2 separate regions of the Mus musculus genome follow, and region 2 is linked to region 1. A link is a contact called in public ChIA-PET data. All regions are on one chromosome and are shown on one strand. The core of a region is the stretch at or near the end of the contact, and the rest is flanking DNA. Distances in the headings are between cores, read along the strand shown. Region 1 holds the start of BC037704 (cDNA sequence BC037704). Region 2 holds the start of Trim8 (tripartite motif-containing 8).

What was found. ChIA-PET counts read pairs in DNA pulled down with a chosen protein or histone mark.
Region 2: a contact with region 1 is called in an RNA polymerase II ChIA-PET map of embryonic stem cells, with 5 read pairs. The contact joins the promoter of Trim8 here to the promoter of BC037704 in region 1.

Annotation. Positions count from the first base shown.
Region 1 is chr19:43,673,728-43,678,432 of GRCm38.p6, reverse strand. BC037704 (cDNA sequence BC037704) reads right to left here and starts at 3,255. Exons shown (of 1, transcript NR_045645.1): 1 at 1,263-3,255. It overlaps Slc25a28 (solute carrier family 25, member 28), which reads left to right and starts at 3,552. Exons shown (of 4, transcript NM_145156.1): 1 at 3,552-3,957. The coding sequence starts at 3,667.
Region 2 is chr19:46,499,995-46,504,188 of GRCm38.p6, reverse strand. Trim8 (tripartite motif-containing 8) reads right to left here and starts at 2,541. Exons shown (of 6, transcript NM_053100.2): 1 at 1,176-2,541. The coding sequence starts at 1,745.

The DNA of each region.
Region 1 (4,705 bases), core at 2,006-4,505:
GAGTTTGAGGCCAGCCTGGTCTACAAAGTGAGTTCCAGGACAGCCGGGGCTACACAGAGAAACCCTGTCTCGAAAAACCAAAAAAAAAAAAAAAAAAAAAACACACAGAAAATATAAAACTTAAGACCTAAGTAGGACCGTTCACCCAAAGATAAAATATTTATTTAAAGTAGCAGGGCAGTGCTTTTGCAGCACATTCTTAACTCTCATCACAAAAAAGAAAAAGTATAAATCCTGACCATCCTAATACCAGGATAAGTTAGACACAGCTCCTACCTGAATGAGATCACTTTCTGATCTCGGGGAACAGAGTAACATATCCTTTGAAAGTAGGCAGGGGTGGGCTAGGTGACATAAATTAAAAACACACTGCTCCACAGACACACACACACATAGGAGAGGGGGGCAGGAAAGAATATCTAATAGGGCCAAAAAATAAATTTTGCCCTATTAGATATTTCCATTTTAATGGAAACATATTTAAATCGGGAATGACATGAAGTCTACAATTGTGCGTAAAGGAGGGAAAACTTGCCAACACTAGGATCCCTTGACAATTGGGAGGTTATTTTATCCCTTAGGAGTGAATCAGCAAAGTGAAGAGTGGGTGAGGTCACCCTTTCTTTCGTAAAGGTAGGAGTGTTTGAGAAACACGGAAAGAACTGCCTCGCTTCAATGGCTTTTCCAGGAGAAAGATTTTCGTTTTTCTTTAGACTTACTCATTTTAAGTGTATGTGCACCACCTGCACGCTTGTGGTGCAGGGATCAGAAAAGGATGTTGGATCCTCTGGAACTGGGTTTATGGAAAGTGAGAACCACCGAATGGGTGCTAGTGAGCAAACCCAGTCCTCTGTGACAAGTTTTGTGTTTGTTTAGTTTTTAGTTTTTTGAGACAATGTTTCTGAGGTAGCCCTGGCTGTCCTGGGATTCACTCTATAAACTGGGCTGGCCTTGAACTCTGAGATCCTCCTGCCTCTGTCTCTGGAGTGCTGTGACTAAAGGTGAACCTCACCACCACTTGGCTGCAACAAGTGTTCTTAAGCACTGAGCCATCTCTCCAGCTCCTCCATGAAGGCCCAGGACAGATTCCACACAGAGAACAGGAGTCAGCTTCTCTTGGAACTCTTTCCCACATATCCTTCAGAAGGCTTCCTCTATAGTTTCCAGACTTAAAAAAAGTCCCCTCTCCTTTTGTTGACCACCCTATGAGATCACAAGTTCTCATGGTCATCTCTGTGACAGTAAAGACATCAGACTTATTGTCATGTTTGGCTTCAGAAGTCAGCCTCATTTTATTCTCTACCCATTTCATGCAGGGTACAATGTCAGCTGGGGAGCACGGGAGGACCCTCAAGAACAAACCTTTTGAATTTTAAAAGGGAAAGAGAAGAAATGCATTCTAGGGAAGTGCCCATATAAAAGTCAGCTGTGGAAGCAAATACATTAACCCCGAGTAATAAACGTGTCTCCCCCGAGGGTAGTTAGGGTGGTTGTAACCCGTTTCTCCTTCTACAAGGCTCTTCTCCCTATCTTTCATCACTGACCCTTGCTTGCCACTCTCTGTGCCATCCGTCTCTAGGTAGACAGAACCACCCTGCCACACTGCAGTGAGTGGCTGGACATTCCCTAGCTCTCCAATGCCACAAAAACAAGCAAGTAGGCTAGGCAAAACAGAAAGAAGGCCCCTGGGAGGAAAATGAGTTTGGAATGGCAAACTTCTGCACTGTATTAAAGACTGTTAATAAACATTTCCGCCTCCAGGGATGCTCCACTTCAGTAGCTAGCAAGGTGAAAGAGACTTAGAAATCTAAAGGCTGGTATCTGGAGTCTTTCCTGGGGGAGAAAGTTCTAAGGTGTGGGTCACTGTAGGACAATGTAGAGTATTATTTCTCACCATGAGAAGTCATTGAACTGAGATGATCATTTTAGGACCATAAAAAAGTAAATATGATAAGAAGAGACGGGATATAGCAGGCATTGTCATTAATTTGTCAGGGAAGAAAATTGATATTTTAACAGGACTGGGGGGTGGAGGCTTTTTTGAGATCTATTCATCTCTCAGAGAAAAGTGCAGGGTAGCAAGAAGTCTGTATATGATGTGGGGAAGAATTCTTAACCCGAGGTTAACGGAATCTCCTTCACGCTGAAACCCGAAATAAAAAGCAGTTTTGTGTGTGACTGGGGATGGGGTTGGGAACTTAAGAGCTTTATTTTCCAAGAGATCACGACACAAACGTTAGTAACTACTGCCAAAGATTAGTTGAAAGACCCGTCCGCCGAAGGGCTAAGCTTTAGAGAGGAAATGGAAAAGCCTCCAACCGTTCTAAGGAAGCGCTACGAAAAGATGGAAAAGTTTGCAATTGCGTCATCATCTCATTAAAATAGGTTGTAAAGGCAGAGCTAGAAACTGGGGAAGCGTGTGCAAACACGCTGCTGAGAAGGGAGCCTGAGGTAGCCTGCAGAACCAGCGAGCGGAAAGGGGCCCTCGCTCCTCAGTAGAGGCTGAGGCTCGAGAGTCGCTTCAGTGCCCGCTTCTGCTCAAGGTAGTGGCCCTGAGGACCAGACGTCCCTAGCATCGTTTTACAACCGGGGAGCGGTTCTCAAGAAGCAGCAGCTCAGCGGTCCCGGAGAGAGAGAGCGGACAGCCATCAGACCCGGTGGAGTTTATCAGCAAGCGAGCTCGGGATACGAAGTTCAAGTGTATGTCTCGGAACAAGCTCCACTCCCAGGCATCAGCAGTTGCTCTGCCGCGATTGGGATGGTGCTCCAAGACCCTGACACCTGTCGTCGCCTCCGAACCATCCCATTTCGCCTTCTCCTTTCCCAACGCAGAGTCCACCCAATGAGAGCTCATCGGTCCACCCACTGGAGGGTTCACTAGGCGGCTTTGGGTGGGAGGCCCAAGGCGAGCGGATCTGCGCTGATGGCACACCACTCCAGAGCCACCCGAGGCTCACAGCCGATCTCCCCTAGCGGCGGGTTGGGCCGTGCCAGGGGACGCAGGGTCCGGGCTGACTCCGCCCCCGCCTGAGATCCCGCGGGAACAGTCGCACCGTGCTACTCGACACCCGGTGCACGCCAGAGCACGCGTCCTAACGGCAACCGACAGCGGTTTGACCTTGAAGGTCTGGCTGGCACCGCCCCCTCTCCCCGGCAGTCCCGACCGCCACGCACGCCGCGCCGGGGTACAGCCGGGAGCCGGTCCCTGTCCTCCAGGCGCTTCTCTCCACATCCAATGGAAGAACGAAGTGGTTCGGGCCAATGGCCACCGCCAAAGTAGCTAGAGCGGTTGAGCCTATCAAAGTTCAGCTTTACGTTTCTCCCGCCTCCGAAACGCTAGGGGCGGGTCGATCGGGCAAGTCCGCCAATCAAGAGCCAATAAACAAGACGCTTCCAAGATCAAAGGGGAAGGGGTGGGACCTACGGGACTAATGACAAGCTATCTGACGAATAACACAGATACATTTTGGCTCCGTAAAAAGGGGGCGGAGACACGTTAGGGCCTACACCAATGGCTGTCTGGGGGGCGTGTCCTCGGGGCCAAGCGGGAGCCGGAGGCCCCGGGCTCTCTGGGCCGCGCCTGAGGCGGACGCAACGGGGCCGGGGGGCGGCGGCAGTGGTGGCGGCAGCGGCGGCGCGTGTGGGCGCCGCGGCTGGCCGAAGTGGATGGAGTTGGAGGGGCGGAGTGCAGGCGGCGTGGCGGGAGGACCAGCTGCTGGGCCCGGGCGGAGCCCCGGGGAGTCGGCGCTGCTGGACGGGTGGCTGCAGCGGGGCGTGGGCCGGGGGGCCGGCGGCGGGGAGGCGGGGGCCTATCAGCCCCCTGTACGGCTGGATCCGGAGTCCGGCCCGGAATACGAAGCGCTGCCGGCTGGAGCCACTGTCACCACGCACATGGTGGCGGGCGCCGTGGCAGGGATCCTGGAGCATTGCGTGATGTACCCGATCGACTGCGTCAAGGTGAGACCTGGACCAGGCTGCGAACCGGACCTGGGGCTGACCCGACCCTGAACCTTGTTTAGAGCCAGAATCCCAACTGAGACCCAGAGCTGATAGGTTTCTTCCTGGCTCCTACCTCTACACACGGTTTGAGCCAATACTCCGTGCAAGCAAAGTCCTGGCTGGTAGATGAGCTCAGTCAGGAACCAGGACTTACTTCTAACGGTCAGTGAGGCGAAGCAAAAATCTTGTCAGCCAAAGACTTGATCCCGATTGGGACTAAGCAGGGATGGGATGGGATTGGGGGGGGGGGATCCCGAAGCACAGGTAAGTCTATAACAAACCAGCTGGCATGAAATCAGACGGTGAACTCTATCCGATAGCTTGGGTTGAGATGTGCTTCGGGTCGGCGCTTTCACAAGCTCCTTGCTGCGTCTTTCCTTTAAAGTGACGGGGCAGGAACCGGAATCTGGGATCTCTCAGCTAGATAAAAGTACGTATTAAATCTTAACCTGGGAGTGGTTGAAAAAAAAATCATTGTGCAGTCAAAAGTGAGAGTTCCAGACTGGAATGGATGTGGGAATAAGGCATGTTAAGAAAAACGGTTTCGGTTTCTCTGCGAGGCAAGATTGGTAGCCCATCTATTTCCTGAACGTAAAAATTGAGCTGGGACTAAGATTCTATGTTGAGGGAGCAAGTGCATCAGCCCCTTACACAACAGAGGTGAAACTGATAGTCTCTTTCGTTGGGCCCCTGAATTTGACAAAAA
Region 2 (4,194 bases), core at 1,292-3,791, 2.8 Mb before region 1:
AGCAGCCTTGTTGGCCTCCAGGGGCCCCCACCCTAAACACACACTCCCAGTTCCTACCAAACCCAGCCCAGCTCCCTTATCTTAAGACCCCTAGCAAGAGCTTTCAAGATGGCTCAGTCTTAGCTCGACTCCTTCTTCCCGGTGTGACTCAACCCAGAGTGGCAAGGGACCCGAGAGGAACCTGGGAGGAGCCCCCTTCCAGTGAAAGGGACGGAAGTATGCCCCACTCCAGTTCCCTAGCCAGGCCCAGAGGCCTAAGAGGGGGAAGGCGGTTTTGACATTGGCTGCTGCAGTAGGGTGTATACAATGGGAGGGGGTGCGGTTCGTAATCACCCAGCCGGCAGCCCAGGGGAGCCAGCTGCCTGAAACCAGATTTCAACGCGGCTCAACCTTAAACCCACAGGACTCTTTTTCCGTCTTCCCCGTCCCCTCCCTAAATGTGGGAGGGCCGTGTAAGAGGGCAGGGCTGGGAGGAAAGAGCCCAGGGTGAAGAAGTCACATACTTTAAGGTTTGTTCATGCCAGGCGCAGGCAGCATTCAAGTATAGAGAGAGCAGCTTTAGCCTGGGGAGCGTCTACTAGGACGGATTAGAAGAGCCGACAGTCGGGGACTCCTCTGGACACCCAGGCCTTGCCCAGCTAGATGCCAGAGTTCTTCTCTATCTCCGGAAGCTCCCCCCAACCCCCAGAGTGTTTCCAGTAGAGCTGAAAACTAACATGGCTGCTTTGTTTACTTCCTCATTGGTATGCCAGCATCATGGATCATGTCAGCCACAGCAGCGGCACCAGGACACTCATTACATAAACAGCAGCTGGAGAAGCAGGACCGGGGTCACTGCCTTGGTGACTTCCCGTAGAGCTTACAGAAACAATGCGGGGGGCGGGGGGGGGAAACTGCGCAAAACAGAAAAGCAACACTCCAAACTACTTCTAACAGCCTCCCCCCAATTCCATAAATGACTGAAGGAGAGATCTTAAGGGCGCAGGTGCGAGAATGCATCCAGCAGCCAGGGCCTTTCCCCCAGGACCTTGCCCCCCAAACTTTTACGGAAGAGTTTGGAAGAGGGCCTCTAGGCTAATGTCACGAGAGTCAGCTTGTGCGGATGGGTGGCTCCCAAGTCGTGTGTGTGTGTGTGTGTGCGTGTGCGTGTGTTCGCACGCGTTCAGTGTACTTGCCCGTATCTCATTCCTCCGTATCTCCACGTCACACACCGAGTGTCCCTGATGCGCGCCGCTGTAGTAGCAGCAGTACTGGCACACAGCCACCTGCTCGGCCTCGCAGTGGTACAGGCGGTAGGCGTTGTGCTGCGGGCAGCTCCAGGCCCGCACGTCGTCCGCCTCCACCAGGAGGTGCCCGCGGGCGGTGGAGGGCTGCTGCAGGTGCGTCTGCACGTGAGACTGGCAGCAGGGAGCCTCGCAGCGCAGGCAGACCTTCTGTGCCGGCAGCGGGGGGCCGCGGCGACAGAACACGCAGTGCAGTGCCGTCGGCGGCTTCTCCACGTGCAGGGCGTTGAACTTCTCCACGATGTTGGTGAGCTTCAGGTTCTTCTCCAGGCCCGGCTTCTGATTGTAGGCCTGGTTGCACTCCGGGCAGCGCACAAGGCCACTGTCCTTGGCCCAAGCCTCGCCGATGCAGCCCCGGCAGAAGTTATGTTTGCATGGCAGCTGCACCGGTTCCACGAAAACGTGCAGGCAGATGGGGCAGATGAGCTCCTCCTCAAAGCAGTTCTTCCAATTCTCCGCCATGGCGGCTGCGGGCAGGGGGCCCGGGTAGACCTCTCTAAGTCCCCAACCCTGGGGATCCGTCTGGTACAGCTGGGGACCCACCGAGCCCGGAGCTCCGGTCCCCGCCGGCCGCGCCAGTCGCTCAGTCACCAGCGCCTTCCGCGTGCCCGCCCCCCAGAGGAGGGAGCCTGGGTCCTCGCGCCGCGCGCGCCGCCGGCTGCGTCTCCTCCTCCTGGCGAGTGGCTAGCGGGAGGCGGCGGGCTGCGCCAGGGCCGCGGCCCGGGCACCAGCCCTGGAGGAGAGCGCTGTGGTCCAAATTCCATATAACAGGCCGCCTCCGGGGCAGCGCGGCTAGGGCAGCGGCGGCCCACGGCCTGCGCTCGGCCCCGCGGCTGACATCGGGGCGCGCCCCGCGGCGCACCGAGCGGGGGAGCCGCACTCTTCCTTTGGCGGCGACAGTGGCTACCTTCTGGCTGGTGCGAGCCGCGCCTTCCTCGCCTGGATCCCGGCCGAGGTCCGAGGGGGCACGGGAAGCTAGTTCGGCCGCGCCGAGGCTGGCTAGAGCCGGAGCCGGCGAGCAAGGCGCGCCAGCGGTCCCCGGGCCGTGGCGCAGGCGTCCCCCAGCTGGCCGGCCGGCTGCGGGTGGCAGGGCGCGGGCGGGCCGACTCCGGGGCGCTGCGTGCGCGCTGGGGCAGTCATTCAGATGAAATTCCAGTCCCCGGCCAGAGACACCAGCCCGCCTCTGCCTTCCTCCTCCCTTCACAAATAGAAACGGAAGGGGGAGGGAGAGAAGTGGAAAAAAAAAAAAAAAAAAAAAGGCAACCAGAGAGGGAGGGAGGGAGGGAGGGAGGGAGGGAGGGAGGGAGAAGCCCGGGAGGTGCTCCGGCCTGACCCCCTCGTCGCTACTTCTGCGCTCCCTGGAGGCCCCGCGCAGGGCGCCCCCGCCGCGGAGAGACCCCACTCCCTGTCCCCGCACTGGGCGGGCGCCTCGCCTGCGCTGAGGAAAACAAGGATTGATCAAACTAGAAAGGAATTTTTCTCAACTGCTAATGAACAGGAGGCTCGGCTCCCGGCCCTCCCCTCCCCCCGCCCGGCCCTCCCCCTTCGCCCCCCCACCCCACCCCTCCCCCCCACTTTCTTTTCTTCTCGGCCTCTGCTCCGGCCTGGAAGGCTCCGGGCTGCGGTCGGAGCCAGCCTGCGGCGGCGGCGGCGGGGCCAGGCCGAGCCAGCCGGGCCGGGTGCGTCCTCAGCGCCCAGCCATCTTGAGCTCCCAGCGGCCGCGGTGGGGACTGGGGGTCCGGGCGCGCGCTTGAGGGTCCTGTAGCTCGCTTTTCCACCCTCCCTTTGGTGGGATTTTTTTTTTCCTCCAAGGGGAGGGCTGGTGGTCTCCAACAAATTAGGAGAGAGAGAAGGAGAAAAATGCCAAGTCTTGATTTCTCTCTACCTCTGCTCCACCCATCCCGATCCTTTCCAAAAAAAAAAAAAAAATCTTTTAAAAAGATTAAAATTGGAAGAAGTCGGCAGAACGACGAGCGCCTGCTGCCCCCAGCGCTGCCCGGGAGACGCGTCCGGGGCGGGCCCGCGCCCGTCGCTCTGTCCGTGGGTCCGTTTGTCCTCCCGCAGCTTCTCAAGTGAGGGGAGGGCGGGCACTCCGGGCAGGGTCTCCGCTGCGGCTGTCGCTTCAGAGCTTTATCCTTAGATCAAAAAAAAAAAAAAAAAAAAAGAAAAAAAAAAGAAAGAAAAAAGAAAAAAAAAGGGGGGAGAGGAAGAAACCACCCCCCAGCCCGAACACTCATCACAGCCACCTTCAGCCATCTTGCGTGTATTATTTCAAGAATAATCTGTTTAATAGAAATAGCTGCGTCTCTGGCCCCCTTCTCCGCATCCTGGGGTCCCGCCCCCTTTTAATAATAATCTCGATAATAAAAATGATCAGCGGGCCGGGCAGTTAGAAGCTGCTTTTTTTCTGTCTCAGGTCTCTCCGCTTTCTTCCCTCTAAGAAGGGACACTAGGGGCTCACGCTGGGGTTGGGGGTGCGGCCCGCCGGTCCCCGCCACCAGCGCAGCGAGGAAGGGCCTCTCTCGCCTCTGCCTGGAGCAGCACGGGTGGGGGAGAGCCTCGGCCCGCGGGACCCACTGACGGGGCACACTGGGCACACTGTCTCCGGCCCCGGTTCGCAGCTGCCCCGCATACAATGGGTTCGAAGCAGAGTGAAGAGGGCAAGATGGGGGCGGGAGAAGGCAGGAGGATTGCGGCGCTCGGGGCTCCCGGATAAGGGCGATAGAAGAGGAGGGGGGAAGGGGTGTCCCTACATCAAGGCTGGTCCCGCTACTCGGAAAGGGGGCGGGGAGACGGGCGTTGGGGGGGGGAGGCGAGGAGAAAGCGGCAGGCGGCGCCTTTAATCAGCACCCGCTGGCTCAGCCCACCCGGTACGAGCGAAATAAACGGGGAGGGGGGAGGGGAGGGGCGT